Linked DNA regions of Mus musculus: regions 2, 3, 4 and 5 are each linked to region 1. Evidence: chromatin contacts called from public HiChIP or PLAC-seq and promoter capture Hi-C data. All regions are on one chromosome and are shown on one strand. Each heading gives the region's core, a stretch centred on a gene start, on an enhancer-like site or on the middle of the called end of the contact. The rest is flanking DNA. Distances are from core to core; before and after follow the strand shown.

Evidence for each region. HiChIP or PLAC-seq counts read pairs in DNA pulled down with a chosen protein or histone mark. Capture Hi-C pulls out chosen DNA fragments and counts their contacts.
Region 2: a contact with region 1 is called in an H3K4me3 HiChIP or PLAC-seq map of embryonic forebrain, with 4 times the contacts expected there. The contact joins the enhancer-like site here to the promoter of Ccdc3 in region 1. A contact is called at or near these places in 8 of 39 promoter capture datasets (the 3T3-L1 cell line, 3T3-L1-derived adipocytes, the HPC-7 cell line and 5 more), 1 of 15 datasets of contacts at CTCF or cohesin (large pre-B cells), 2 of 484 Hi-C or Micro-C datasets (beige adipocytes and nephron progenitors), 9 of 115 datasets of contacts at active chromatin or transcription factors (craniofacial prominence, embryonic forebrain, embryonic limb bud and 3 more) and 1 of 9 other capture datasets (embryonic stem cells).
Region 3: a contact with region 1 is called in an HNF4G HiChIP or PLAC-seq map of pancreatic cancer cells. The contact joins the promoter of Sephs1 here to the promoter of Ccdc3 in region 1. A contact is called at or near these places in 1 of 484 Hi-C or Micro-C datasets (embryonic stem cells), 1 of 115 datasets of contacts at active chromatin or transcription factors (pancreatic cancer cells) and 2 of 9 other capture datasets (adipose tissue and pancreatic islet).
Region 4: a contact with region 1 is called in an HNF4G HiChIP or PLAC-seq map of pancreatic cancer cells. The contact joins the enhancer-like site here to the promoter of Ccdc3 in region 1. A contact is called at or near these places in 5 of 39 promoter capture datasets (cranial neural crest, embryonic stem cells, frontonasal cranial neural crest and 2 more) and 3 of 115 datasets of contacts at active chromatin or transcription factors (embryonic forebrain, pancreatic cancer cells and stem cell-derived neural progenitor cells).
Region 5: a contact with region 1 is called in a promoter capture Hi-C map of adipose tissue. The contact joins the promoter of Bend7 here to the promoter of Ccdc3 in region 1.

Annotation. Positions count from the first base shown.
Region 1 is chr2:5,134,146-5,139,326 of GRCm38.p6, forward strand. It overlaps Ccdc3 (coiled-coil domain containing 3), which reads left to right and starts at 3,631. Exons shown (of 3, transcript NM_028804.1): 1 at 3,631-4,162. The coding sequence starts at 3,789.
Region 2 is chr2:5,395,395-5,401,382 of GRCm38.p6, forward strand. All of the region lies in intron 3 of Camk1d (calcium/calmodulin-dependent protein kinase ID), which reads right to left. Among named protein-coding and RNA genes, the nearest start is that of Gm36906, 83 kb to the left of the region's middle. Within about 2 kb of position 3,322, at least 8 of the 459 cell types and tissues checked have an H3K27ac peak or open chromatin away from gene starts, as enhancers often do. A contact at or near this core is called in embryonic forebrain, where this site is marked.
Region 3 is chr2:4,877,525-4,883,216 of GRCm38.p6, forward strand. Sephs1 (selenophosphate synthetase 1) reads left to right here and starts at 4,040. Exons shown (of 9, transcript NM_175400.6): 1 at 4,040-4,336.
Region 4 is chr2:5,642,369-5,647,720 of GRCm38.p6, forward strand. All of the region lies in intron 1 of Camk1d (calcium/calmodulin-dependent protein kinase ID), which reads right to left. Among named protein-coding and RNA genes, the nearest start is that of Camk1d, 70 kb to the right of the region's middle. Within about 2 kb of position 3,468, at least 33 of the 459 cell types and tissues checked have an H3K27ac peak or open chromatin away from gene starts, as enhancers often do. A contact at or near this core is called in pancreatic cancer cells, where this site is marked.
Region 5 is chr2:4,714,055-4,719,981 of GRCm38.p6, forward strand. It overlaps Bend7 (BEN domain containing 7), which reads left to right and starts at 3,777. Exons shown (of 9, transcript NM_178663.4): 1 at 3,777-4,238. The coding sequence starts at 4,178.

The DNA.
Region 1 (5,181 bases), core at 2,381-4,880:
TGTTGGAAGGAAGACTTTACCTCATGGTGGACATGAAACAGAGAGAGGGGGATGGGCCTATGATGAAGTGCATCCCCAAGGGATGTGCCCCAGGATCCTGCTTTCGCCAGTGACATCCTATATCCTAAGCTTCTATAACTTCCCCAAAATGGCACAGCCAGCTGGGGATCAAGTGGTCAACAAGTGAGCCTGTGGGGGACATGTCATATCCTTCTGGTTTTGTCTTTAAGTGTCTTTAAGTATTCACTTTAAGTGAGTGGACCTTGGACTCCTGGCCCAGTCAGTTTCTAGCTTTTGTGTATTTGCTAAGTCATTTAACCTCCATGTGCCTAAATGCTCTTATCTATAAACATAGTGACAACAGGTCTAGGGAGATAGCTTGTGGAGTGAAATGCTTGCCGTGCAAATGTGTGGACCTGAGATTGGAACCCACGTAAAGCCTGTAATCAAAATGATGCATGGTGAGAAGGGATGTGGAGACAGGAGAATCCCTGGGTACTCATGGGCCAGCCTGCCTGGTAAACACAGTGGTAAATGGCAGAGATCCTGTTTTAAACCAGGTGGGAGCTGAGGACCAACATCCAGAAGACCAACATTGGTAGCTGTCCTCTGACCTCCACATGTGTATCATGTCACTGTGTGCCCACAATCACACACTCTACTGTGCAGGAGAATATATATGCTCACACACACACACACACACACACACACACACACACACACACACACACCACACAAAATCATATACATACAAATTTTTAAAAATGAGGACAACAATAGCAGTATCTATTCTGGAATGCTATTTGGCAATCTAGTTAAGATAAAATATGCACAGCCCATACAACAGTACTTGGCTCATACTTAGCTGCTGTTAATACTGTGATTTGACAATGCTTTCTCTGAGTCTGTTTGCCAGGAATATAAATGATGTCACACTTTCTTTCTCAGCAAATCTACAGAACACCTGCTGAACAACCTTTGTGTCTACACCGACTTCTCCACCCCACTCTTAGATCAAAGCTCTCTCCTGCCCCTCTGTGCAACTGTATTTGGAAATAAGGCCTTTATGGGGGTAGCTAAGGCTAGGCTAGTTGATAAAGATGGGGCTCTAAACCACTGGACTGGTAAGAGAAAGACAGAAGAGCACAGAGGAAAGGCCACCTCTTGCTACAAGGATACAAAATGGCTATTTACACACACTTCAGGGACAAAGGTCTTCAGAGACTCTAGTCTTGGCTTCTGAATACTGAACTTTTAGTTTCCAGAACTGGAAGAAATAAATCTCTGCCCTGTAAGCCTCCAGCCTGTAGTATTTCATCATGACAGTCAGAGCAGGTTCATACAGTAACCTTTCGAGAGTTCATAGCTTAAATGTCCAGTGAGAGACAATGAGGCTGTGCTGATAAGTGGCCTCTGATGTTTGGCCTGATGTTGCGTCACTACTCATTGTGTGAAAGTCTGGTATTTCCCATGGCAGGTAACTGCAGAGAGCCATTTGTCATCCACATCCTTGGCACTGCTGTCCCCTGGATTTATTTTTGCCTATAACTAAGACATTTTTCTACATAATTTAGGCGTCACTGAGCACAGCGGTGCACACTTGAGATTCTTGCGCGGAAGCATTAAGGGGCCACGACGTCGCAAGACCGAATCCCTGCCCACCTCCTACCACCATCAAGATAGAAATTGGTCGAGGTCGCAGGCAGAGTACTTGACACATGGAAATCTATGGCCCATGAAGGGCCTCTTTCTCACACTTGCTTCTGTTTCAGGGCTTCTATGAGGTTTGTGACAATTAAGCCTGATTGGCTCAGGGACAATAGTCTAAGCTCATGTGACCCTCATGATGTCTGAGGCTCTCCAAAACTGACAACTACATAATGCTGCCTGAAGTCTCTTTTACTGTCTAAAACTGCCCCACACCCTCCCTCGGGTTTCTTCCAACCCACCTTCCTTCTAAGCCCCCTTTGCGTAGTTTGGGATTTGTAAGAGCTGCCTGTCAACACCTGCAGCCATCCCAAGTGATCACAAAAAGAACCATCCAACCATAGTTTCAGGACACCCTGGAAGACTGCGGCGAGGTGAGGCCAGCCTTCACACTTCCTTCCCACACCTGTATATTCTCTTCACCTCATCCTAGGACGGCTCTTCTCTCCAGGTCCTGGAACAACTCCGGATCCCAATCCTGCAAACCCCAATGAGAAGCTTCCAAACAATCTTCTAAGGGCAACTTTGCTTAAAAATCTGCTGAAAATGCATTAAATACATTATGTATATTATGATAATGATATATGGCTAACACCCATAACATATAATTAATACACTTACACACAGGTATTCTCTCTCTCTCTCCTTCCTTTCTTCCTTGCTCCCTCCCTTCCTCTCTCTCTCTCTCTCTCTCTCTCTCTCTCTCTCTCTCTCTCTTTCTGTCTTTCTTTCTTTCTTTCTTTCTTTCTTTCTTTCTTTCTTTCTTTCTTTCTTTCTTTCCTTCTTTCCTTTTTTTGGAGACAGTTTCTTTAGCCCATGCTGGACTCAAATTCCCTGTGAAGCCTCCCTGTGTAGGTGAGAACAGCCCTGAATGTTGATCCTCCTGCCTTCATCTCCCAGTACCGGGTGTTTGCCACTGTGCCCCTCTGGTGAGGTGCTAGGGATCAAGTCCAGGGGGTGATGGATGCCAGCCAGCACACTGGTAATGGAGCCACACCCCCAGCCTTCTTGTGATTGATTCTCATTACACCAAGAATAGTAAAGGCAATGGAGGCTGGGCACTTTTGAGGGTTTTGGTCTCTTCTATTTTACCCACTAACTAGTGAAAAGCTTTTTTGAATTTATGGGTGAAGTTGCTTCCCAGGTATAGAACTTTCTGAATTTGGGGCTGTATAAAGCAGTTAAGCTTAAATAAATAAATAAATAAATAAGCCGTGAACAATGGATTTTCAAATCTTTATAGGGATTCTTTTGACATTATTATTACAGAAAACTCAATGTGTGTGTGTGTGTGTGTGTGTACATGATAGAGAGAGATGAGAGGGAAAGGGGATGAGGAGAGGAGGGGAGGGTGAAGGGGAGGGGGAGGAGAGGAAAGGGGAAGGAGGAGAGGGGGAACAGACAAGAGAGGAGGAGGGGATGAGGAGATAAGAGGGAAAGGGAATAGAGGAAGGGAGGGGCAGAGAAAGAGAGGAGAAAGGGAAGGAGAGAAAATATTATTCTACACGAAGTTCTGGGAAGATAAACTCAGATTTGATTTCTATGTGCTTTGATTCTAAGTCACTTGCATTGAAAACTTAAGACTCCTGCAGAGCACTCCACTGTACAAACTGAGAGCAATAGTAGGAACACCTGCCTAGGGAAAAACTCTACTGGCAAGCTCTGACCTAGCCCATAGTTGGGTGCTACAAACCAGTTAGGTCTGGTGGTCAAGGCGTTGTACGCACATCTCCTCTAGTCACCCTGGAGTCCCAGGGCGCAGGGGTTCGTCCCTTCCTCCCGGGAGTTCTGCACGGGCCGGTTGCGGGGTTGACGGACTCCCCGCCCCTGCCGCGGTCCACGCCCCAATCTCCGCCCGTCCCGTCGCGTCCTCTGGACCCTTTTTAAGCGTGGCGGGGCGAAGGCCCGGTCATGGTGATCCAGGCCGAAGAGCTAGCCGTGCACCCAGCTCTCCGGAGCGCGTGCAGGCGAGCCGAGCGCCCCGTCCGCGGTTCTCGGGCAGGCGCTGCGGGCTCCCCGGCTCCCCGCCGTCCCGGGCACCCGGGCGGGCCATGCGCCCGGGCTAGAGCGTAGCCGCCGGCATGCCGCTCCCGCTGCTGCTCGCCGCGCTCTGCCTCGCCGCCTCCCCGGCGCCCGCGCGCGCCTGCCAGCTGCCGTCGGAGTGGAGACCCTTGAGCGAAGGCTGCCGCGCCGAGCTAGCCGAGACCATCGTGTATGCCAAGGTGCTGGCGCTGCACCCCGAGGTGCCTGGCCTCTACAACTACCTGCCGTGGCAGTACCAAGCTGGAGAGGGAGGGCTCTTCTACTCCGCCGAGGTGGAGATGCTGTGTGACCAGGCGTGGGGCAGTATGTTGGAGGTGCCCGCCGGCTCCCGGCTCAACCTTACTGGTCTGGGCTACTTCTCCTGCCACTCCCACACGGTGGTCCAGGACTACTCTTATTTCTTCTTTGTAAGGTGAGCCTGCCCCCCTCTGCGGGCTACCTGCAGCAGGTTAGGAGCGCCCCGGGGGATCCGTTCCCCCTCCCCCAAACTAAACCACGTCCTAGGCTCTTCTCATTCTTTCCTTGCTCTGACCGCCCTTGGCTAAAGCTGTTTAAGATACAGTGATGCCTTTGGAGTTTATATGTATAGACCGGGTTAAAGACAAAAAGGTTAATAACGTGCTCTTGTTTATGAGATCGGATTTTTCTGTGATCTTCCTGCCTCAGCCCCTGAGTAGGGGGATTACACGCTACCACACGCAGCTATCAAAGTGCTTTCCAATCACTCATTTGATGTTTTGAGAAAGATGACCTTTGCCATCAGTTGTTGGGATTCTTTCTGGCTTTGAACTTCTTTGTATAAGTTTCGAGCCAGTTCTGAGTCCACTCTCACGCTGCTCCCCTCCACCAGTTCCTATCTGGATAAAAGTGGGAAGCAAATCGTGACAGAAGCTCGCGAAGCACCTGGGAAAGTCCTGTCATTTAATGTACACCCAAGCTCTCCTTTCCTACCCACCTTGATGCCAGAAAGCAGCCCCCCCCCCCCCCCCCCGTGCGCTGTCTTGTCTTGCTCTCTTATACCAGCTACCCTGTAATTCAAATTAGCAGAGCTTGACTGGGCCCGCTGGTGGGAAAGGTAAAGACCCCGGGTCACAGTGCTTTGAAGTGTGCAGAGGGGGGAACAGGCAGGTGGTGGGTCCTATGTAGACACCACCAGTCTTGTGAAGTTCCACTGAGGTTGGCCTGTGACCACAGCAAATTCCCCCAAATTCAGTTCATTTTTTATCTACTACTGAATTCAACCTAAATCACAGGTAGGAAACAGCTGGTGGATCCTGAAGCTGTGGGTTGCTTCTAATTTAATAAAGATGGATCTAGAACATGAGGGGTGGGGGAGGATAGGATTTTATAAAGATGGATCTAGAACATGAGGGGGTGGGGGGGGGAGGATAGAATTTTAGCCACGTTTTAAGACAGTGATTCAATCCAAAG
Region 2 (5,988 bases), core at 2,072-4,571, 260 kb after region 1:
GGTTGGTTGGTTGGTTGTTTTTTCTGTTTTTAAGATGAAGTCGATGGAGTAGGTTTGACCTCTCAGGTGCATATAGATATGACAGTGATATCCATTACTCAAGAGCCTGAGACACAGAATCCTAAGTTCAAGACCAGCCTGTACAACTTAGCAAGACACCATCCTAAATTAAATTAAATTAAATTAAATTAAATTAAATGATGGTCAGGGATTTAGCTCAGTGGTCCTGGTTTGTTCTCTGACACCAGAAATTAAAACAGAAATTAAACAAGAAAACAGAAAGCCTGTTCCAAGAGGAGGAGGAGGAGGAGGAGGAGGAGGAGGAGGAGGAGGAGGAGGAGGAGGGAGACTATAAGTGTTTGGTGTGGGGAAAAGGATGGTACATAGAAGGTATGACCCTAAAATAAGTGAGGACAATCATTTAGGTCAACTCCATCCAGCTTGCTTCCTTTATGTTGGCTCATTTTTGGTCAGAGCAAAATCAGGGGAATGTCTCCCTCCATTCTTCAGTAGTGTAATGGGATGCATGGTGAGACCTTGTGGGAAGCATTTATGAAACAAAGGGTGCTCAACACAGTCTGGTCAGAGAATCTGTAGGGTCAACCCCCCACAGTGGTTTCACTGTACCTCTATTTGGTTTTGATGAGTCAAACAAATCTCTCTGATGTGTTTTGCAAATGTGAATATGCCCAAGAGGACGATAGGGAAAAGAAAGGCAAATTGAAGAGATGATATGAAGTCAGTGGGGACTTCCTCTGTCTGTTCTCAGTGTTCGTGGGAAGGGTGAGATCTAACAGTGAAACTCTCAAGGTCCTGTGTGTTCAGAAAAGAAGCATAAGAGAGGAGGATCAAGAGATGGGTGGTTCCAGCTTTAAAACAATGAGAAAGCCTGTGAAATCAAGTCACGACTCATGAGTAGAAACAGCCCTGAGGTTCTTACATCATTAATCAATTAATTACATCACACACCAAACACACATACACACATACACACACATATACATGTACACACATGCACACACACACACACACACACACACACACACACACACACCATTCTTGTGTTGTATGAAAACTCAAACACCATTTCATAATCAAAGAAGTGGCACGCCAAGCAATAACACTGCTCAGTTCAGCCTGAAGTCAGAAGACCCACTCAGCCATCAAGCTGCCTTTCAGGGAAGGCAATCTATCTCCCCTAAGTGCAGATTTAAAAACTAGAGGGAGCCATCTGGTGGCTTGAGTGTCTGTTAATTAAAACCCTTCTCTTAGCTTTGTACCCCATGGGCACCTTTACTTCAGCAAAAAGGCATTAGACAAAGCAGTGGTGAGTCTGGACACCAGACCTGAGTTTGATCCTTAGCATCCATGCAAAAACAAAAACAAAAACAAACAAACAAAAACAACAACAACAAAATAAACCCAGACATGGTGGTGTGTAACTGTAACCCCAGTCAGTGCTGGGGGACCCCAAGGGCTTGTTGGCCATTGAGTCTAGCCAAAATGGCAAGTTCCAAATTCAGTGAGACCATATCTCAAAAAAGGAAAAAAAATAATAAGGTGAAGAACCAACTGAAAAAGACGTCCCAAAGGCAGACTCTGGCCTCCACATGTACTAGCATAGTGGAGTCCAGATGCATATCTGCATATGTATACTCACACACACACACATACACACAGAGACACACACACACAGACATGTGCACAGACACACACATACACAAATACACACATACACATGCACACACACACCAAACACACACATACATACACACACAAACACACACACATACACACACAGAGACACATGCACACACACACATACACACATACACACACAGAGACACATGTACACACACACATACACACACATATACATGTACACACATGCTCATGCATACACACACACACATACACAAACACCACACACACACACACCCCATTCTTGTGTTGTATGAAAACTCAAACACCATTTACTGGGAATTAAAAAAAAAGAAGCTTTCCTGTGCTGTATCAATGTCAAACATCTATGTTTACACAGAATCTAATCAAGATTAAGAGTGTGTACCCTCAGGAGGAATACTGGAAGTATTTCCCTATTTCTGAAAACGAACCCAAATGAAGAGTCTATGAATGGTAAAAGGTTTTGCTTTGAACTTGATCTTAAGATCAAGTACCACATGCAGTAGGAGACAACTGAATAGGAATAAAACTAAAAATTAACTGAAATCATGTGAGCCAATGGCCCCCTGAGAGGTTACACAGGTTTCACGAGCTTGGTCATGTTTCCATTTTGGTAGTAGACTTTTCCAGAAAACCTCAACTACTGAAACCCATTAAAATAATTTGGTTTAATGTGCCCTTCCATTCAGTTCTGCCTGGGGATTGCTACTGATTGCAGTATAATGTCTGTTTTTGCAAATGTTGATTTTCTCCTCTGTGGCAGATCTTTTTATTTTTTTTCTCACGGAGGAAACTTCATGTGTTATAATCACCAGGAAATAATTACTTCAAAACTGGAGACAAAGCTGGGCATCGTGGTTCGTGCCTTTACTCCCAGCATTTACTATGTAGTGGCAGGTGGATCTCTGTTAGTTCAAGCCAGTCTGCAATACAGAGTGAATTCCAGGCCAGATAAAATAGTGAGACCCCCCATATCAAAAAACTAACAAAATAAAAGGAAACCTGCAGACAGTTGCCTTGAGTCTGAGGTGCTCCTTTGTGCCAACAATAACCTCTGTCAACGTTTCTCCTCTCTCTCTCCAACTTGCTCAGCCCTTAGCTGTGCTCCTGAGCATAATTTCTTTTTTTAATGAGGAAAACCAGTCCCTTCATGAAAGCCTAATTACACCGATTTCCCTGGGAACTGTGAAGAACAAGCAGTTAAAGGCTCCCCATTATTTCCTTTGTCGTTAACTGTTAGACTGGAACTCAGCTGTAAGAATGCACCGGAAAAGTTGGCGTAAATGTTATAGAGATCAAACTGTAATTTTTCAAATTACTTAAGAACCCAATACAAAGACTCCTCTTAGGAAGAGGACATTTTCGTCTCCTATGGTAAAACCGCAGGTAATATTAGAAAGGGATGAAATGTACTGTCACTGGAGTGCTTCTAAAGCTAATTGCATTCTGATTTTAATATTGATAAATATGTTTATAATGAGAAAACATCACAGTGCGTTCCTAGTGAAAACGTAGCATGACTGCCACAGTTAGCGTCAGCTATCAACTTGACAGAAACCTGGAGTCACCTGGGATCGGGGACCACAGATGAAGAGTTGCCTACATCCGACTGGCCTTGAGCCATGCCTTCGAGACATTTCCTTAATAGCTCATTGACGCAGGAGAGTGTAGCCCTGTGGATAGTGCCAGCCTTAAGACATGAAGTTGGGCTATATGTCTTTTTAATTGCTACTAGGCATAATGTTGTCTTCAGTCTCAGATATTAGGAGGCCGAGCTACATGAATTCAAGGATATCCCGGTCTACAAAGTGAGTTCTAGGACAGCCTGGGCTACAGAGAGAAACCCTGCCATCAACAAACAAACCAACAACCTAAACCAAAACAAGACAAAACAAGACAAAATTCTCACAGATCAGTGCTTTATTCAGCCATCATTAGAGACGCTTCCTCCTGCAGCACATGGGGACAAATGAGTCTCTACCCATTGCCAGACATTATACAGAGAGAGGGAGGGAGGGAAAGGGAGAGGGAGGGGGAGGGGGAGGGGGAGGGGGAGGGGGAGGGGGAGGGGGAGGGGGGAGAGAGACAGACCTCGGAACACACCGCTCTAAACTAGATTTTCCATCAAATTCCTCCCCACAGAGCTCAGGGAAACCCATGAAAGAAGAGGTAGTAAGGACCAGAGGACATGGAGGACACGGGAGAACAAGCCCTCTAAATCAACCGGGCAAGTCTCATAACCACTCGGAGACTGAAGCAGATGCACGGGGCCTTCACGGGTCTGCACCATGGCCGCTGTGTATCTATCGTAGCTTCAGTTCAGGATTTTTATGGGCATCGTGAGCGTGTGAACAAGCGCATCTCTGACTTGTGCCTTCTCCTGGGAATCTTTTTTTTTTTTTTTTTTTTTTTTTTTTGGTTCATTTGCCTTGTCCAACTTGGAGGGGATGTCTTTTATTTTATCTCATTATATTTTATTGTGTTATGTTTTGTTGTTATCTCTTAGAAGCCTGTTATTTTCTGATGAGACAGAAAGGGAGTGGATCTGGATGGGAAGGGGAGGGAGGAGGCGCTGGGGGGAGTAGGAGGAGAGGAAACTATAACCAGGCTATACTGTATGAGAAAAGAATCTATTTTTAATAAATGGGGAAAATGGAAACCAAAAATCATATTTCTAAAACACAACAAAGAACCTAGCTAAGCACGTACTAGGTAACAAGCCGGTTAGCAAGGTTCCTCCATGGTCCCTGCTTCAGTTCTTTCCCCGAGTTCTTGCCCTGGCTTCCCTGGACTGTAATCTAGAAGCCAAATAAACCCTTTCCACCCCAAAGCTACTTTCAGTCAGAGTGGTTTCTCACAGCAGCAGAAGACAAACCAGAACGATGACCGAGGTGACCAGATACATGGGTGATGGTGTCCATACTGGAGAGAGTCTTGCCAATCCACCCTCTTCTTGCTGTCCTTCTTGCTCAGGTGACAGTCTCAGAAGCAGAGATGTGGTTGGCGGCAGGGGCCAGGGTGTTAACCTGGTCTCAGGCATAGTGCACACTAATCTAAGTGTACAATTGAATGAGATGCCAGTTCAACTCCAGAAAGCCATTCAGGCAACCCCAGGAATATTGTCGACTTGAGTTTAACTGTTGACAACTGTGATAGTTTAAATGTGAAGTGTCCTTCTGTTCATATGTATGAACACTTGGTCCCCATCTTTGTGAAGTTATGAAACATTTTGGACATAAGACCTAGCAGGTAGACAAGACTCTAGGGGCAGGACCAGAGATTTATATCTGGTCCAGGGCTCCTGTGTTATGAGTTGCCCTAGACATAGACTTCTCGTTACCTTGACATCTCCTGCACATTCCCCATCGTGTTAGACTAAGCCTCTCCAACTGTCTGAGAAAATCAATCCTGCTTCCCTTCCTGAAGTTGCTTCTTTCAGATATTTTGCCACGGAAAGGGGGATAGTGACTAACGTCACATCATATGGGTATAGCCTTCATGACGAGAGGTGATCCATGGGCAAAGGCACTGGGGACTCAGAGGCAAAACACTGAGTTACAAGTGCTGATCTCTGTAAGAACTGTTCACAGATACCGAGTTATAACTGGAGTCTGGAGCCCTTGTCAAAAAGATATAATCCCAATATCCACCTTGACCCTTGTACAAATGACATATTTGCTGTCAGAAGCAAACTGTGACATCCCTCCTGTAGCCCTTTCTCTCCACCCAGTTCTGAGACTTCGGTAAGAAATTGCTTCATAAGTAGGTGGGCATGCTGCCAATTTTTCTAGCAAATTCCAAAAACTCTGCAGGTATAGTGCATAACATTCTCAGCTGCAGGTGAATTTGCCCCCTCATCTAGGGACATGTGGCAATGCCCAGGGACAATTCTTTATTTGGGGACTAAAGGATGTTACTGGCATCTGCAGGTAGGAAAAAACGAGGACATTTTTTTTTAACCATCCTACAGTAAATGGGACATCCCTATACAGAAACAAAATTATCCAACCAACATGTCATTAGTGTCAGATTAAGAAACCCACTTCTAATGGGACGAGAAAATGACCGCCGTAGTGTGATTTGTGTGCCCAAGAACAAGACACCTGCCATGAAACCTACTAGAACTTGGAATCAGATGCACACTCCACACAGCGCCTGACACATTAGACATTCAATGTACACTCTGCTGCCTGCATTTAAATAAGCAAAATGCCATTCCCCTAGTTCAAGGATAATCCAACCTAAGAAACAGACATCACTAACTTTTGTACAATGACTTAAAAACAGTCTCCTTCAGTGATTATA
Region 3 (5,692 bases), core at 2,790-5,289, 260 kb before region 1:
TTCTGTTTCTGATACACCCAATTCTCCTCCTGCCCACTCCTGAAATTATTTTGCGTGGAAGCCAGGGATCTATCTGATTTTACCTGACTCGTTTCCCTAAATGATCAGGGGAAAGTCCTCAGCCTGCAATGGGAAGCCAGTGCTGATCTGTGTGTCCCTGTTCCTTGCCTCTTCCAGGAGCCGGTGTTTGAGGACCATTCTTGGGTGTCCCTCTCTATCCCTGGCCACTGTCTTCATAGAGCTGCCTCTTTATGTGCTCATGTCTCCACGCCAACTTTTTAAGAAAATACGTTGTATCTACGTGTTTTTATCTGCATGTAGGTATGTATATGCACCACATTTGTGCTGATGTCTAAGGAGGTCAGAGGGAGAAGGCATTGGGTCCCCTGAAACTGGAACTAGAGGTGGTGATGATGAGCCATGTGGTGTGGTTCGAGTCTTTTGCAAAACAGCTGAGCTCTCTCACTAGCCTGCTAGGCTCATCCCTTCCTCCTTTTAAATTTATATTATGTTTATGATTATTATTGTTGTTGTTGTTGTTATTAGGACAGTTCTCACAGTATAGCCAACCAGGCTGACTTCTCAAGCGCATGATCCTCCTGCCTCTGCTTCCCAAGTGCGGGGATTCCAGGGTTGCACCAACACGTCGGCTTGCTTTGCTTTTTTCTTGTCCTTTTGCTGTGTGTTTGTGTAGGTGCCTGTGTGCCGTGTGATGATGGGTTGGAGGAGAGCCTGAGGCATCGGTCCTTGCCTTTCTGCCTTACTTGAGACAAGATCTCTTCAGTGCTATGGAAGCCAGGCTGGCTGCCTCCCACCTCCTTCTAGGCACATAGGACTGTAGTCAGCTGCCCTGCTGCTTTAATGTACATTAAGTGGACTTTTATACGGATTGGGGCATTCAAATCCAGGTTCTGAGACTTGTCCAGCAAACACTTGTACCCACTGAACTATCTCCGCAGTCCTGTTTCCTCTGCCTTAGAACACACCAGCCATTAGATTAGGACCCATCTATATTCGTCTTGATTCATTTTCATGATTTCATTTGCAAAGATCCCATTTCTTTTTTTTTTTAATTTTTTTATTTATTTTATATATATGATGAGTACACTGTAGCTATCTTCAGACACACCAGAAGAGGGCATCGGATCCCATTACAGATGGTTATAAGCCACCATGTGGTTGCTGGGAATTGAACTCAGGACCTCTGTTAGAGCAGTCAGTGCTCTTAACTGCTGAGCCATTTCTCCAGCCCAAAAGACTCCATTTCTACAAGAATCCTTTTGCCCTGCTGTTTTGACAATGCTAGAGATGCAACCCAGAGCTTCTCACATTCGAGATAGTCACTCTACCAACAAGCTAAACTCCAGCTAGCCCTGTTTTAAATAAAGCCACCTTCATATATACTGTGGTGATGTGGTGCAGCTTGAACATATCTTTTGGAAGAATGGGAGGCTACCACTCATTGCACCTACCAGATGTTTCAAGGGTAGCTGGTTAATTCTTATTTCTAATAAGCCTCAGCATGGTAGTACAAGTCAGAGAAACTCCGTCTCAGATGGGATCACTGGAACCTAGGGATGTTAGGGAGGTGTTTCCCAGGAATGGGGTTCTGAGGCCCTTTCAGGTGAGCTCTCTGGAATTACAAACTGGCAGAATGGCTGACTAGAGGGAGTTCCATAGCAAAGCAATACAGGTAATTAAAAAAAAAAAAAAGCCATCGTGAGCACAGTAAGATGGTCCACTGGGTAGCTAGCCTCAAGTCTAGTGCCTCCCAGTAAATCAAGGCATCTGTGTCTCCAAGACTCTGCAGTCAACACTGCTGAGAGTTTTGGAGTCGGAGTGTAGAGCTCAGTGGTAGAACTTTTGGCTAGCGTGTGAGGCCCTGGGTTCCACACAGAACTTGAGAGAGGCAGAGGCTTGCTTCAGTGCTGCTGGAGACCTCCGGCGGTGTATGGGGGAGGAGAGGGTAGACCTGGAGGTGCCTGTTACCTTATAGGGAGGGAAGAAAGCCTTGCTCACATTTCCATGGATACAGTGCTCTGTCCAAGATCTCCCTCTGGGTTAATCCTACCTCTCTCCGGGGCTTAGGGTACCATGCGGATGACACACAGATTTGCATCTCAAAATTCCAAACTGCTTTCCCAGTTACCTGGAGTACTCAGCAGGCACAGAACTTAGCATCTTGAAGGTTGAAGTTATTGCAAAACTTGTTAGCTTCCCAGCAGTTCCAGTATCAGAAGTGTCAATCACTGGTCATTCAGTCCCCAAAATTAAAACTGGGGGACCTGGCCGGGCAGTGGTGGTGCACGCCTTTAATCCCAGCACTCGGGAGGCAGAGGCAGGCGGATTTCTGAGTTCGAGGCCTGCCTGGTCTACAGAGTGAGTTCCAGGACAGCCAGGGCTACACAGAGAAACCCTGTCTCTAAAAACCAAACAACAACAACAACAACAACAACAAAAAAAAAAAAAAAAAAAAAAAAACCCTGGGGGATCTGATACTTACCCCTCTCTTCAGTGCACATTAAATCACACCAAACCCTTCCCTTCTGCTGCTCCCCAATGCTTCCAGTTCAAGTACACATGCAGGCTTAGTACAGCTTCATTAAAACAATAACCCCTAACCCAGGGTATTATTCCTCCATCACCACTGAGAAAGAGCATCCTTCAACATTAACAAAGAGCTAAGTCTCCTTGGAGGGACACACAAATCTAGACATGGGGTCCTGCTGTGTCATCCACTTTTTTTTTTTCTCATTGTGAAATCTTTTGAAAAAAAAAATCACTTTTTTTTTTAACTAAGTGAGGAACAAAAAAAAGTTACATTGTTTAAAATGCAAAATCAAATTTAAAAGGCAGAACCGGACAAATGTAACTGTATAACCCTTTCCCTCTGGCTTTGGAGTCCTGGTGTGGTATCTGGTGAGGCTGTGTTTGTGTCTTCTGACCATTCAGAAGAAACTCCACGTTCATCAACGATAAATCGATGTCCGAAGTCTGATGCTAAGGAGCCCAGGTGCTACTGTATTCTCCCAAATGTATTGTGGAGAAAAGACACAAAGGCAGGAGATGCCTGTGTCCATCTCGCCACACTTTGCACCCTAGATCCCACTCCTAAGAAACAGGCAAATGGCAATTTCAGGAATGAAAAGGACATCTGCGGGGTGTACGAACCTAAAGACAGCCAAAAGATACAACAGTTCTGCTTCTAAATAATCGGGAAAATGCGAACCTATTCCTAACCAAGTTTGCTCTGCTCAGCTTTCCAGAGAAGTCCTTCGAAGGGACACGCTCTGCACCAGCAATGCAGTACGAAGTCGGAAATCTGAAGTTACTTCAAGTGAAACCGCATTACCAATGTCAATTCAAGCACACAGGATTAGTCTGCCATGTTTACTTGGACATGAGAAGAACAAATGGTATAACCCGGACAACATAAACTCTCCCTCCCCAAAATGCAGATCAAAGATTCAAGAAACTTCACAGAGCATTTGCATATTTCACTGGGACTCCAAAGAAATGCGGAGCTACGCTCAAACAATAGAATGAAGAAAAGATGGGAGTCACTGAGAATGGAGCGCGGGGTTAAGTTGGGTTTTCAAATGTCTCACTGGGGGCGACCTTGGCTCCTACACTCTGCACATTGTTCCCATGGGCACAGTCTCACTGCAGCAGAGATTCGGGAGCAGGTATTGCATCCCGTGGGTGATGCGGGGATCGCACCCAGCCAGGTTGTGCAAAAAACAAAAACACTCTGTTCCCTTCTCGCGGGACAGAGATGCGAAAGTAGGTGGCCCCCATCACTCAAGGTTGCTGCCAGTGCTGCTCGCAACTTTTGAAATCAATCTACCCCCCCCCCTTTTTTTTCCTTTCTTTTTTCTTTTGCATCATGCAACGGATGCCACCGTTCCTGGGGTTTGCAACCCCCCACCCCCTCCCCCGAGACCAATCATTGCCGCGCTCGGGCCTCTGCACAGCGCCCCCGCCCCCTTCCCGGGCCGCACGCAGCCACCACCGCCGCTGCCACCGCCACCAGCAACCCGGAGGCGCTCCGGCCACCGGCCCGCCGCCTTAAAGGGAGGTGGCCGCTCTTAAAGGGACCCTCACGCGCCCGGCCGGCGGGAGCGCGGCGGCCCGGTTCCCGGAGGGCCGCGCCCAGCCTAGGCCGAGCTCCACGCGGCGTCCGAGCGCCCGGCGGTGCCGCCGCCACCGGGAGCAGCATTTTTTTTTTTTTTTTTTTTAAATTCAGGCGACGCTTAAGGGAGCCCAGCGCGCCCGGTGCATTGTGGGAGCGCCGCGGCCCGTTTTCGGGAGGAGGCGGAGGGCGCAAAGCGAGCCGGTAAGCGGCGGGCCTGGCGAGGGGGGGCGAGGCAGCAGGCTTAAAGGGGAATAGCGGGCCGCAGGCCCGGCGCGGCCGTTGCAAATCCCCCTCCGGGCCGCCCGGGACCGCCGGGGAGCCGTGCACCGGGGCCCTTCGCGCGCCCTGCCTGGAGAGGGGGCCGAGCCCAGGCTTTGGTGGGGCCGCTTTAAAAAAGAAGCGCCGCCCGCGCCGCTGCCTCCTCCGCCGTCGCCGCCGCGGCACGCGGGGCCGGGGTTGGGAGGGAGGAGCGGAGGGGGAGGGCGGCGGCGGCCACGCAGGGGTTAATCTTTTCGCCCGCCGACATTTTTGTGTGGCGGCGCGGACGGCGAGCCCGCGCGCGCGCGCGCTCTGCCTTAGCCGCCCAGTGTCCTGGCGCCGAGCCGCGGGCCTCCCCGCCCCCACTCGGCCCTCGGGTCCCTCCGGTCCCCGCCGGCGACGGTCTCCGCGGCAGCGGCGACGCGGGGCCTGCGGTGCAGCATGGCCCTGCCGGTGGCCTGCCCGCGGCAGCCGCGCGGCGCGGTACAAAGAACGCGGCCCGCGCCCGCCGTGCCTTTAAAGGCGGCAGCCTGAGACTTAAGGTGTCCCCTGAGTGGCATCCTCCGCGCCCGGCCCCATGGAGGGCGCGGGGTCCCGGCGCGCACGCCGCGGCGCCCGGGCCTGTGAGCACGCGCGGGGCCTGGGGGCTGGCGGGGAGGTAGGTGTGCTGCCCCACCGCACCCCGCTGCCCGAGCCCGCCTCCCGCGGGAGCGAAGGGGTTAAACGCGGGCTTTAAATATTCATGTCATTGTTTTAAAGGTGTAAACATGTGGCTTCCAGGTCGGACGCACTCCCTCTACCCAAAGCACACCCCAAATTCCATCCTTTTCAAATAGCTGGAGTTTCCTTTGAGGCCAAACCGTGTGACTTAGGTCTCCTTGCACTTGGGAGTTTTTTAACTGCTGAGTTTTCTTGATGTAAGGCGTTTTTAAACTTTCCTAACCAGAAAGTGTAGGGAAAATAAGGTAAAAGAAAGGTGCTCTTCGGAGTCTCTCTCCTGCCTTTTGGTTGAGGCCGTGAGGATTGGAGGTAGGAAAATAGATTCTTTATAAAGGGAAGTCTTCCCGTTTTGTACCAGGTAGAGGTGAGGCAGGCATTTTTTGCAAAATGAATGTGATTTTCCAAACCTTTCTTCGAAGGTGAATTTTAATTCGCACTCTTTCCAAACTGTTAAATGGCTTCAGAATGCCCATTTCGGAAACTTGCTTGGCTCACACTGCTCTGTAGAGAAGTTTGGTTTCTATGAACGATGAGCGAAATCCGTGTCGGTAGTTTCCCGCTGAAATCATTGCTCATGTC
Region 4 (5,352 bases), core at 2,218-4,717, 510 kb after region 1:
TTTGGGGGGATTTTTAAGACTTATTTTTATTTCTCATGTGTAGGTGTTTTGCCTCTGTGTATGCATGCACATTTGTGTATCTGTTTTTGTGTGTGTGTGTGTGTGTGTGTGTGTGTGTGTGTGTGTGTGTGTGTGCCTGCCGAGGTCGGAAGAGTGCATTGGACTCCCAGGAACTGGAGTTACAGACAGCTGTGAGCTGCCATATGGGTGCTAGGAATCAAAGGCAGGTCCTCTGCAAGAGCACTGAGTGCTCCTAACTGCTAACCTGTCTCTCCAGCTCTACGGACAGACCCCTCGACATGTCTATGAGGATGTTACCAAAGTAGCTTAGCTGAAGAGGGAGGAGCACCCAGAATGTGGGCAGTGCCACCTCATAGCCTGGGGACCTGGGCTGAATGACAGAGAAGGAGAAAGTAAGCTGAGCACAGCATTTGTCTCCTCTGCTTCCTGCCTGTGAACAAACGTGTCACAACGTGTCCTGCCTCAACTTCCTGTCACCCAGGGGGTCTGTCGCCCCTCAAACCACAAGTCCAGATAAACCCTTGCTTCCTTAAGTGATTTTGTCAGTTGCTGTAGCACAACAAGGAGAAAAGTGAACCATGTACACCTTTAAACTTAATTTTACAATGAAAAAAATGAACTCATGCTTTCTAGATAAAAGCAACGCTCTTTGTATATGAATAACCCCTCCCAAAACATCACCTTCTCTAAAGAGAAACCATGCTGGGATAGAGTTCCCCAGGACAGAGTTCCCATTTATCTAAAACAGTAGTTTCTCAACCTGTGGGTCAGTATGTCTTTGAGGGCAGGGGGGTTGAAAACATTTTCTTGGGGGTTGCCTATCCAACATCCTGCATATCAGATATTTACAATTCATAACAGTAGCGAACTAACAGTTGTAAAGTTGCAATGAAATGATTTTACGGTTGGAGTCACCATGAAGAGCTGTAGCAAAGGGTCCCAGTGTGAGGAGGGTTGAGAACCACTCACACAGAAGGTGTCTGCTGAAGGAAGCAAGCTTCTCTTTTATGTCCCCAGGTGGTTCCAGCTGCAAGCTGTGACTTGAGACCCAGCAGCTGTTCACACCCAAGGCACCACGTCCCTCGTCGTACCTGTTATTATGTGGTAACCCTCATGGATGTGGGGCCACTTCAATCACGGCTACTGAGTTATTTTTCTCCATCCTTGTGTAATTATCCCATTACCAATGCATGCTGAAAGCTAGACTAACCGGAGAAAGGCACACAACTAAACTCCTTACTAAGATTAGTTATCAACAGATCTCCACACATGCTCCCAGCATCTGCTGGCAGCCAAACTAAAAGGAGAATTTTCATAGGTACAACTATCACATACAGCGGAAAACTGTGCCCAAAAGACTGACCTCCATGGGATATTAGGAAATCGCAAGAATGTGTCAGGAAATTCTCTAAAGAGATTTTGGGGACTCGGAGATAGCTCAGAGATAAATTCACTTGATGTGCATAAGGCCCTGGGCTGGACCTCCAGCAAACAAAACTTTAAAACAGTCCTGGGCTGGAGATATCTATAATTATATCTATATAATCCTGTTCAGTCAGTACAGTGCTGCCCACCATGGGTAAGACCCTGACTCAAACTCCAGCACCACATTAACCAGGCGTGGGGCACACGGCTCTTATCCTGCTGCTCAGCACTGGAGGCCCTGGAGGCCCTGGAGGGAGGCCCTGGAGGGAGGCACTGGAGGGAGGCACTGGAGGGAGGCCCTGGAGGGAGGCACTGGAGGCCCTGGAGGGAGGCACTGGAGGCACTGGAGGGAGGCACTGGAGGGAGGCCCTGGAGGCAGGAGAACAAGGAGGCCATCCTTGATTTCATAGCACGTTCCAGACCAGCTTAGACTTACACAAAATCCTGTCTCAAAACTGACACACAGAGCAGGTAAAATGGCCTGGCATTTACAAAGGACAGTGCCAGAAGGTAAGCACCCACAGCCAGTGGCTATGGCACCGGTGACACTCGGTCGGTTCCATTGGAGAAATGCCTGCGTTGTGAGTTCCGTGCGCTCACAGCACAGCACCCTGGATCTGCTCCGTCCACAAGAGTTCCTGAGAGGAATTTCACTTGGTCTGGAGCTCTCGGGGCGAAGCCGAGCTGGGTCAAGCTTGAGAAAAACAGCTTTATTGCTGGGAGGTGGAAGCCAAACACTCTCCAGCCCAGCACGCCCACCTTATAGACGGCATAAGTGGGCCTCACTCCGTTCCTCCTCCTGCCCAAGATCCAGATGGCAGGGATTTTATAATATGACCTTCGGGGCTGCACAACAGTGGGAGGAACATCCCTGGATAGCAGAAAGCAGCGTGGGCATCTATCTCAGCTAGTGGAGGTGAGAGCAACTTCATGGCACACACAGTGGTGTATTTGTGTATCTCATGTGTTTGTGAGTAGGTCCAGAGTGCTCTGTCGTGAGTACATGGAGCACACAACCCAGGCAGTTCTTAGCTGACAACAGAACCAAGTCTGGTCAGTTCTACAGCAGCCTGTCCTCTCTTCATCTGAAAGCCAGAGTCCCGGGCCTTTTAGTCGTCCCAGATACTGGTGCGAACCCAGAGGACAGATGGCAACTCTCAGAGAAGGCAAAGACAAAGCCATCTTAGGGTCTTCATAGGAGAAAGCTGGAGTTTCTCAAGCAGAGTGGCTGATACATTCATTGTTCTTCTCCTGAAACCTTCTGTCTGCTCAGAGAGACACAGGCTATTAGGAATACTCAGAAATTCCAAGTCTTCCAGGGTGTTACACACTTGTAGAAAATTCCAAATACATGTGTATATGTGTGCATACATATATGTATGTGTGTGTATACTCACACACAGAAGAACAACAACATATACCAGAGAAGCTTCAAGAAAAGCAAGGTTACTTAAGTTTGTAAACCTTTGTCATCTCAAGACTAATGCAGAAACCCCACTGGCAACAATGTCCTACCAGACTTAGGAGGAAAAAAGGTAATTCATAAAATAATGGTAAACACTGTTGAAAGTGGGCCATCCATTGAGGCACGGTCTGAAAAGGACCCTTATGTCACACTTCCCTGACCTCAATTGCCGGAATGCCATCTTTTCAAAAATTCCATCAACGTGATTTTCAACTAAGCCTGAAAAAAGTCATCCGTTCAATTCTTCACTGCTGAGTGAGAAGCTATATGGAGTTCAGCGTGATCGAAATCACAACGAAAGGAAGACAGACCTCGAGCTGTGTCATGGTAAAGCAGCCCTGGTGGTCACTGCTCACACGGCAAGAAACTCATAACACAGCAAATACCTACACTATAATTCCTCAGAAACAGAAGAACAGCTTGTCCACTCTTGGGATTTCCTGCAACCAAGGAATAATAGAGACTCTATTTTTGCTTTGTGGTGTGTCTGTGTTTTCTCTGTTGATTAAAACTGAATCACTTTCTGGCTGCATTGAGAGTCCACCAAGGCCCACTGGGGAGTCAGCTATTGGTTCAGTGCTCTGTGCACTAGGAAAACCTTGGGTCTGACTCATTCCTAATGTGCACCCTGCCTGCTGTCAATAAAACCTGTGGAAAAGTCAGGAAACAGGACTTGGCTCTGGGTGTCTGGTATATTTTCCCATTTTTCATAGTAACTTGGAAAACATTGCTACCCAACACTGGAAAATGTTACAGCCTGTTAGCAACAGGTACAGGAATAACCCTGTTGGCAACAGGTACAGGGATAACCCTGTTGGCAACAGGTACAGGGATAACCCTGTTAGCAACAGGTACAGGGATAACCCTGTTAGCAACAGGTACAGGGATAACCCTGTTAGCAACAGGTACAGGGATAGATAACCCATTTCTGTTCTTGAACCTGCCAAGTGGCCCTAGGCTAGAAACATCATTTTATTGGATTTGGTTTTCTCCAGATTGTCTTTTATTTATTAAAAAATAATAATAATTAATAAGAAAGGAGGTAGAGTCAGGTATTCATGAGATTATGCCCGTCAAGTATTAAGGAAACTAGATTCAAGGGCCAGAGTCTTGGTCAAAGAAGTATTACTATGCAAACATGATGAGCTGGGTTTAACATAATAACTCACATAAAAATCTGGGTGTGGTGATGTGCACTTAGACTGCAAACACTGACAAGGCAGAAACATGTGAGTCCCAGGCACTTCAGCCAGCCATTAACATCAGACGTCCCTATGTGTGTGCACACGTACGTCTGAACTGCAAGTGGGGGGTGGATTAAAACTATCAAAGTTCAGTTTACAGCTCTTCTCAGAGTTTTACAAAATGGCAATGCTGCAAACCGATGACCTCTTGCTATCTTTCTTTTTTTTTCTTATTAGGTATTTTCTTCATTTACATTTCAAGTCCCCCATACCCTCCCCCCCCCCCTACCCCCTACCCACCCACTCCCACTTCTTGGCCCTGGCGTTCCCCTGTACTGAGGCATATAAAGTTTGCATGACCAATGGGCCTCTCTTTCCAGTGATGGCCGACTAGGCCATCTTCTGATACATATGCAGCTAGAGTCAAGAGCTCCGGGGTACTGGTTAGTTCATATTGTTGTTCCACCTATAGGGTTGCAGACCCCTTCAGCTCCTTGGGTACTTTCTCTAGCTCCTCCATTGGGAGCCCTGTGATCCATCCAATAGCTGACTGTGAGCATCCACTTCTGTGTTTGCTAGGCCCTGGCATAGTCTCAAAGTTAGGTCAAAGGGAGACCTTGAGGCTCAGTTAATCAAGAAAAACAAGCACAGGGAAGCAGTCAGCTGTTGTTCCATACAAGCAATCTTCAAGCACACCACACATTCAGGTGTAGCCTTCAACTTCAATAACGCTGTGGAATATTCTCAAGCCAGCCTAGACCACCATTCCTTAACACTTATCATATAGAGATCTGGGATTCCTGGATAGGTACAATTCCCCAGGCCTTTCAAGTGTCTTCTAGTCCTATTTTAAAAGATTTCAATTTATAAAAATACGGTGAAAAAAATGTAAGGCTGCTCATTGGAAGTTGGCAAATTCTAGTTCTCTCCTCTGCCATTCCTCTGGAGCCCACTAAGACCCTGGCTTGTGGCAGTTCTTGTCTGTGGACAAAGCCCTTCTCCTGTCCTAGCTCCCACAATATTCTACCTGGGAGATTAGTACACAAGGACGGCTGGTCCCTAAGATGCACATTACATAACACACTCCCTTCAGACCACTCATGATCAATTGCCTCCAGAACAGGTGGAGTTACCCTGCCCCCTGTTCTCTAAGTGACACTCTACCATTTTCCAAATTTTCTGTGCAACCAGCAATCAAGACAGGAAAAATAAGCAAAGTCTTACACACTGACAAAATGCTGATTTGTCTATTCTATT
Region 5 (5,927 bases), core at 2,527-5,026, 420 kb before region 1:
TGACTAAGAGAATTACATCCTATACAAACACATGAAGCTCCTAAAGGAATGTAAACATAAGGTGACACTTTTAAATAAAGTTCCAAAAAAAAAAAAAAAAAAACAAAACCCACTTGACTGATATAATCTCTTACACTTTCTCCATTGTTTTAAATTTCTCTCACTGAAAGTAAACTAGAATGTGAACCTGTGTGAGGCTGAAGGATGGACTAAGGAGGGCCACTGTGTAGTTATCTGTGCTGTCTATGAGCCTCAGGACGAGTGACTATCCTCCAACTGAAAGCTACGGGGACTGCTAAGGTAAGGGAGCCCTTGGGGAATGACTACACTTTCAGTTCCAGAGAATCCAGAGGTATGAGTAGCTTAAGATTGATGATGCTGTTTTACCTTTCTTTCTGTTTGAGGGTTAAAAGGTAATATGTTGTAGTCACAATTATATACACAACTGGCTCAAATCCTGAAGTTTCTCTATTTACAAGCTGCCCAGTATGGTCGCCATAGAGCACCTGGAATGTAGGTAGTTTGAATGGATTTGTTCTCCAACTGCAAAATACACCTCACACACCAGTTTCAAAACTTTGTACAAACAGAATATAAAACATCTCAAGAACATTCTGCTACGTGTCCAAATGACAATGGTTTAATGGTTTCAGTTAAACAAAATGTATTTATGAAATGAACTTAATTTGATTGTTCTTTAATGTTAATACAAAAGTCCAAATTATTCATATGGCTCATGTTATATTTCTTTTGGGAAATGGGAGAGCTAAATAAAGATGGGAATTTTCATAATACTATTTATTTCTCTTACGACATAGTTTCCAGAGAATTTTAAGATTTATGTTACGGTTATTTAATGTTTTCTGGCCAAATTACCTGTCTTTGTCAAAGATTAAAACCTATGCTTAATCTTTATAATCAACCTGGTTTTGGAATGGCCATATAATAAGATGTTTGGCCTGCATGATGTCATGGAATATTTGCCCAGACTTACCCCGAGCTCCAGAACATGTAAACCTGTGGTTCTGAAGTTTCTGAGAACCTGTAAGTACTGAGCAGAGCTAGATCTAAAGAGTTTGCTAGGACACCTCAACCCAGACACTATATCCAAACAAACCAACAGTGCTGACCCTCGACATCTCTATGCTGAAGCCCCGACCTTGAATGACTGGATATGGAGATGAGGTCCTAATCGACAGTAATTAAGGTTAAAAGAAGCCAAAAGGGCAGGCTCTTGTCCATAAATTGTGTAGTCTTATAAGAGGAACTGGAGGTTGGAGGTCAGTGTGCGGGGGAACCAGCTCAGCAACTGAGAGCACTTGTTGCTCATGCAGAAGACCCAAGTTTGCTTCCCAGCACCCACCCCACGTGGAGGCTCACAGCCATTGCATATCCAGTTCTGATCTAATGCCCTCTTCTGACTTCTGTGAGCACCAGGCACACACATGGTGCTCATACACACATTCGGGTGAAACACATAAACATAAACTAATAAAATAATAAATCTAAAACATTTTTAAATACCAATTGTGAATGCTCAGGCAACAGGCAGCAGTTTACAAGCAAGGGAAAGATCCCTCCCTCCCCAGAGACAGACTGTATCAGACCTTGATCTTGGACTCCTTGCAGTGATAGGAAAGCAAATTTCTTAAGTCAGGCAGTCTGTGATATTTTGCTAAGTTAACCTACACAACCTATTACAGATACATACCCAGTCAAGGCAATTCCAGCTTGATATTACTTAATACTAACTGTAGATCCATAAATTTGTTGGATAAAGCCACAGTGGTGTGTACCAAGTAGAAAGTAAATAAAACTAGTTGATATCCCCTAGAAAGCAATAGAACAGGCTGTTTCATAGTCTTTACACACCATGAGTGGATACTCATGGACCATCTTTGAAGAGCTCAGTCAAAAGGGCAAAGACATAGTTACTATTAATTTTAGGTAGTCTCTTAAAATATCCCCTTAACTACATAGAGGATATTCCCTTCAGCAGGTAGAAGTCACATTCCTGCTTGAACTTAAAGTGAATGATATCTTTCCTAGGGATGTACTTCTTGGGGTGATACCTTCAATGATTTCATCATAGTTTAAGCACAATAAAAGCTTACTTTATGCTCCAAGGCGAGACTACTCTGCATTATTCAATTAGCGTAGTACTCAGCCTGTGACTATTGGAATAAAATTTGACAAGGGATCTCTCTCTCTCTCCCTCCCTCTATCTCTATCTCTATCTCTCACGGCCCCAGAATGGGGTGTAGAATGTTTTCTTACTTTAGAAACATCCCAGACACCTTCAGGTTTATAAAATTCTGGTTTTGAATGGAGGTGGGGGAAGAAACAAGTGGGATTATTGCCCAAACCACTATCATACTGAACCCTTCACTGCATCTTTTAACTCTAAAGAGATCAAAGAACTTCACCAAATACAATTTCATTTCTTCCATACACTTTTCTGGGAAAAGGACTCAGCCTCTAACATAATCTCAAAGAAGTAGGAAAAAAAAAATGAATCCCCTCTTAAAGTGATTTGCTTTAGAGCTGGATGAAGCGCTTGGTCTCCCTGCGGCCAGCCGGGTGTCCACACTGCCGGGTGTCCACACCCGTGTCTATCCACACCCGTGTCTATCCTGTTGTCTCCAGCTGGCTTGCTGCTCACCGGTTCTTTGGTTTTATTTCCCAGGCATGTTTGCACTGCTTGCTCCTTGGTAGTCACCCTGCTTCTAACGTCAAGGTTCTATCAGAGTGGCTTTTGAACGGCTGTCCATTTGAGTGCAACTAACCTCAATCATTCATCAAGACAGCCCACCCCAGCCCCCTCCCCCCTTTTCTCTGCATTCTTTGGAGCAACCTGACCTTCCTAAGGTGTTGGAGCAGCAGCCCATCCCTTCTTCCCCTTTGTACTTTGGTCTAGAAACCGTAGATTTGGAGGCCGTACTTTTAAGCGTGTCAGATCATGTTTCCACACTACCATTCCCAGGTGATGTAAAAAATCTTTTCTATTCCCACTTAAAACATGTGGTAAGAAATGGCGCCTACAGTAAGTGCACACTTGGCTCCCCAGAGAAAAAGATTACATAAAACTCCCAATGGCCATTGGCGGACGGCAATTATTTTGGTATTTCTGCGTCAAGTGGCAGAGTCTATGCACCTGCTATGACCACTGTTTCCCTAAGAGCCTGCACCCCCTTGCACTCCTCACCTCTAGTATTCCTCTCCCCAAAACACCATTCCAAGCACCCCCTTTGCATATAACTTCCCCTACAGTCCCCAGGGTGGGGATAAGAATTGATGTTCGCTCCATCCCATAGTCTTCTCAGCAGTACATGCTCAAATTTCTCTCTGTTTGCTCCAAGAGCGCGGATGGGTAAGTTCTTCACCCCCTCTTAAAAGTTGCCTAAAATCCGCGTCTGGCCCTGGCACCGCCCGCCTCTCAGACAGAGCGAGGGCTGGCCGCCAAGGAGCCACGATCCCTGGCTTATTTCTAAAGGCAGGTTCGCCTCCGGGAGCCGCAGAGGGAGGCCGGGCAGAGCGCGGCGTCCGTCCGGGGGGGCAGCTCCACGGGCCCGGGCCGCTCCGGACGCTGAACCGCGCGGCCTCCGGCCCATGCCGGGTCGCCGCACGGCCGAGTCCAGCAGTGGCGGCGGCCCCCGGGGGATGGCGGCGGCCGGGCTCCGCCAGCAGGTGGTCCCGGGGTCCCGGCGGCGCCGCCCCCTTCGACGGCGCGGCCCCTACTCCCGCGGGGGAGGTCAGCGCCCCGGCCGCCGCTCCGCACCCGCCGCCGCCGCCCTCCCTCGGCTCGCCGCGTCCCCCGGGCCGCGTCCGCAGGCTGAGCCCAGGCGGGCCGCGGCGAGCACCCCACAGCTCCGCGCCCCAGCCCGGCCCCGCTCCCAACGGAAAGTTGGGCTGCGGCGGGCTGCGTTCGGGAAAGAGCGAGGCGGCATGAAGGGGCACCGAGGGGTCGCCTAAGACACCGGGGAGGCGGAGCCGCGCGCGGGGACAACTTCGCCCCGGGCGCGCAACCCCCGGCCGGGCTCGCGGTGGTTCCTCCCGTCCCTCGGCCTCCCCCGCCGATCGCGACGCGGACCTTGGTCCCGGCGGCTCCGCGGCGGTGACACGAGCCCGCCTCAGCCGCCGCCTCAGTCTCCTGCCGCGCCGCCACCTTGCCCGCACCATGGAGTTCTCGGAGAGGAAAAGAAGCAGGAAATCCCAGAGCTTCAAACTGGTGAGCCGAGGTAAGCTGCCGGCCCGGGGACAGCGGCGGGAAGCCGGCGCCGCGCTCCGCGCACTCGGCCCCGCGCGCCCCGGCCGCCCGCGGGCTCCACGCCGGGGGCGCGCCCGCCCCGACCCCCTCGTCCCCGCCCGAACCCGGGCCCCCCGCGGGCCGCACACGCCCCGCCGCGGGGAAAGTTGTGCCTGAGGGGGACCCACCGGGTGTTATTGAAGGTAAACAAGTCGGAGGGCACGTCAGGAAATTAGCAAACAATGACACCGGGGAGCCGAGCCCACTCTGGGGTGCCGCCGCCACGGCGGCCGCTGGGCTGGGGTGGCTGAGGGTTTGCCTGGCCGGCAGGCCGAGAATAGACTGGGATTTGTTTTTGTTTTCGTTTTTTTTTTCCTTCCCCCACGCAAAGAGAAGGAGGAGAGAAAAAGATGATCATTGTTCTTTTTAAGAAGAATCAGCTCATTAGGGAATCGAAGCTCAAGGCAGAAATTGTTGACATACAGCATCTTTTCCAGTTGAGTGATTTGGGTGGAAAGGTAGTTTTAAGATTATCTCGTATACCAGTCAGACAAGTGTCGCATCACAAGAAATAAAGAAAAATCCAGCTTGGTCCTGCCGACTAACAGGTGTACAGCACACTCTTTATAGGCGTTTATTTTGTCCGGGGAGGAGAAAGTTGAGTAGTATCTCCTCTGGGTTCTGTTTCTTGTTCGAGTCCATCTTCCTGATTTGAGTCTTTAAAAAATGGTGCCAACTCGGACAAGAAACACCTGTCAAAATGTATCACCTTAATAATCGAGAATGGTGATACCCCCCCCCCAACCTCCCCAGAGGTAATGGTACAAGTTCTAATATGAGCCCACACTCTTTAAATATCTTTGCATTAACTTGGGTCAAAGCCAAATCAGAGAAGCGCTCCACTTTCCCTAGGTGGTTTTTATCTACCGCTAGCATCTGAGGAAAGAGCCACATGATTGTTCCAAGGGCCCCAGCAAAAGTCACATGTGAACAGGTGACTATTGGGAGGGTGATTGCAAGGGATGGAGTTTTTCTGAACTCAGCTAAGCAGACATGAGGATTTTATAAAGCTCACTTTTGGTTAGTCTGGAAACGGTTTAATTATAGACATTTTTGCAAATCTGCTCATCTGTGTTTCCCCTAATTTAGCTTTGTACTGTTTAACGATAGAGGCCTGAAATAGTGTAGTGCATGCATTCAAAATATTTGGCTACTCCTTCTCGGCCTCCACCTCCCCAACCAGGATGTTGACTACTCTGGAAGTCTCTCTGAGTGTGATGGCCCTGTTGATACAACGTGCTTCGTTCAGGAATGGAGGCTGCTTTCTTATTTATGACCCCAGGAAACTGACTACTCTATCTTAAGAGAGAGGGTAGTTTTGTCATGTTGTCCTGTGACAGCTAAGGCAAACAACAAACAAACAAGCCCACCCAAACCTTGGACAGCTGTTGAGAAGGGACCTCTATTTTCATACCTGGGTGGTCCTGGTTTGTAAAGAGCTACATTATCAAAATGCTGTAGCTTCCACACGAGATCCCAAGATGTTATATTTGAAATTTTGATTAACATAGTAAGTTTTTCCTTCTTTTTTAATGGTGAGTGATTCTGCTGTGCAGCTGCTTTTCAATTTTTTTTTTGGAAGATAAACTATTGCATCTTCAGTAAGGGCAGTAATTGCAAA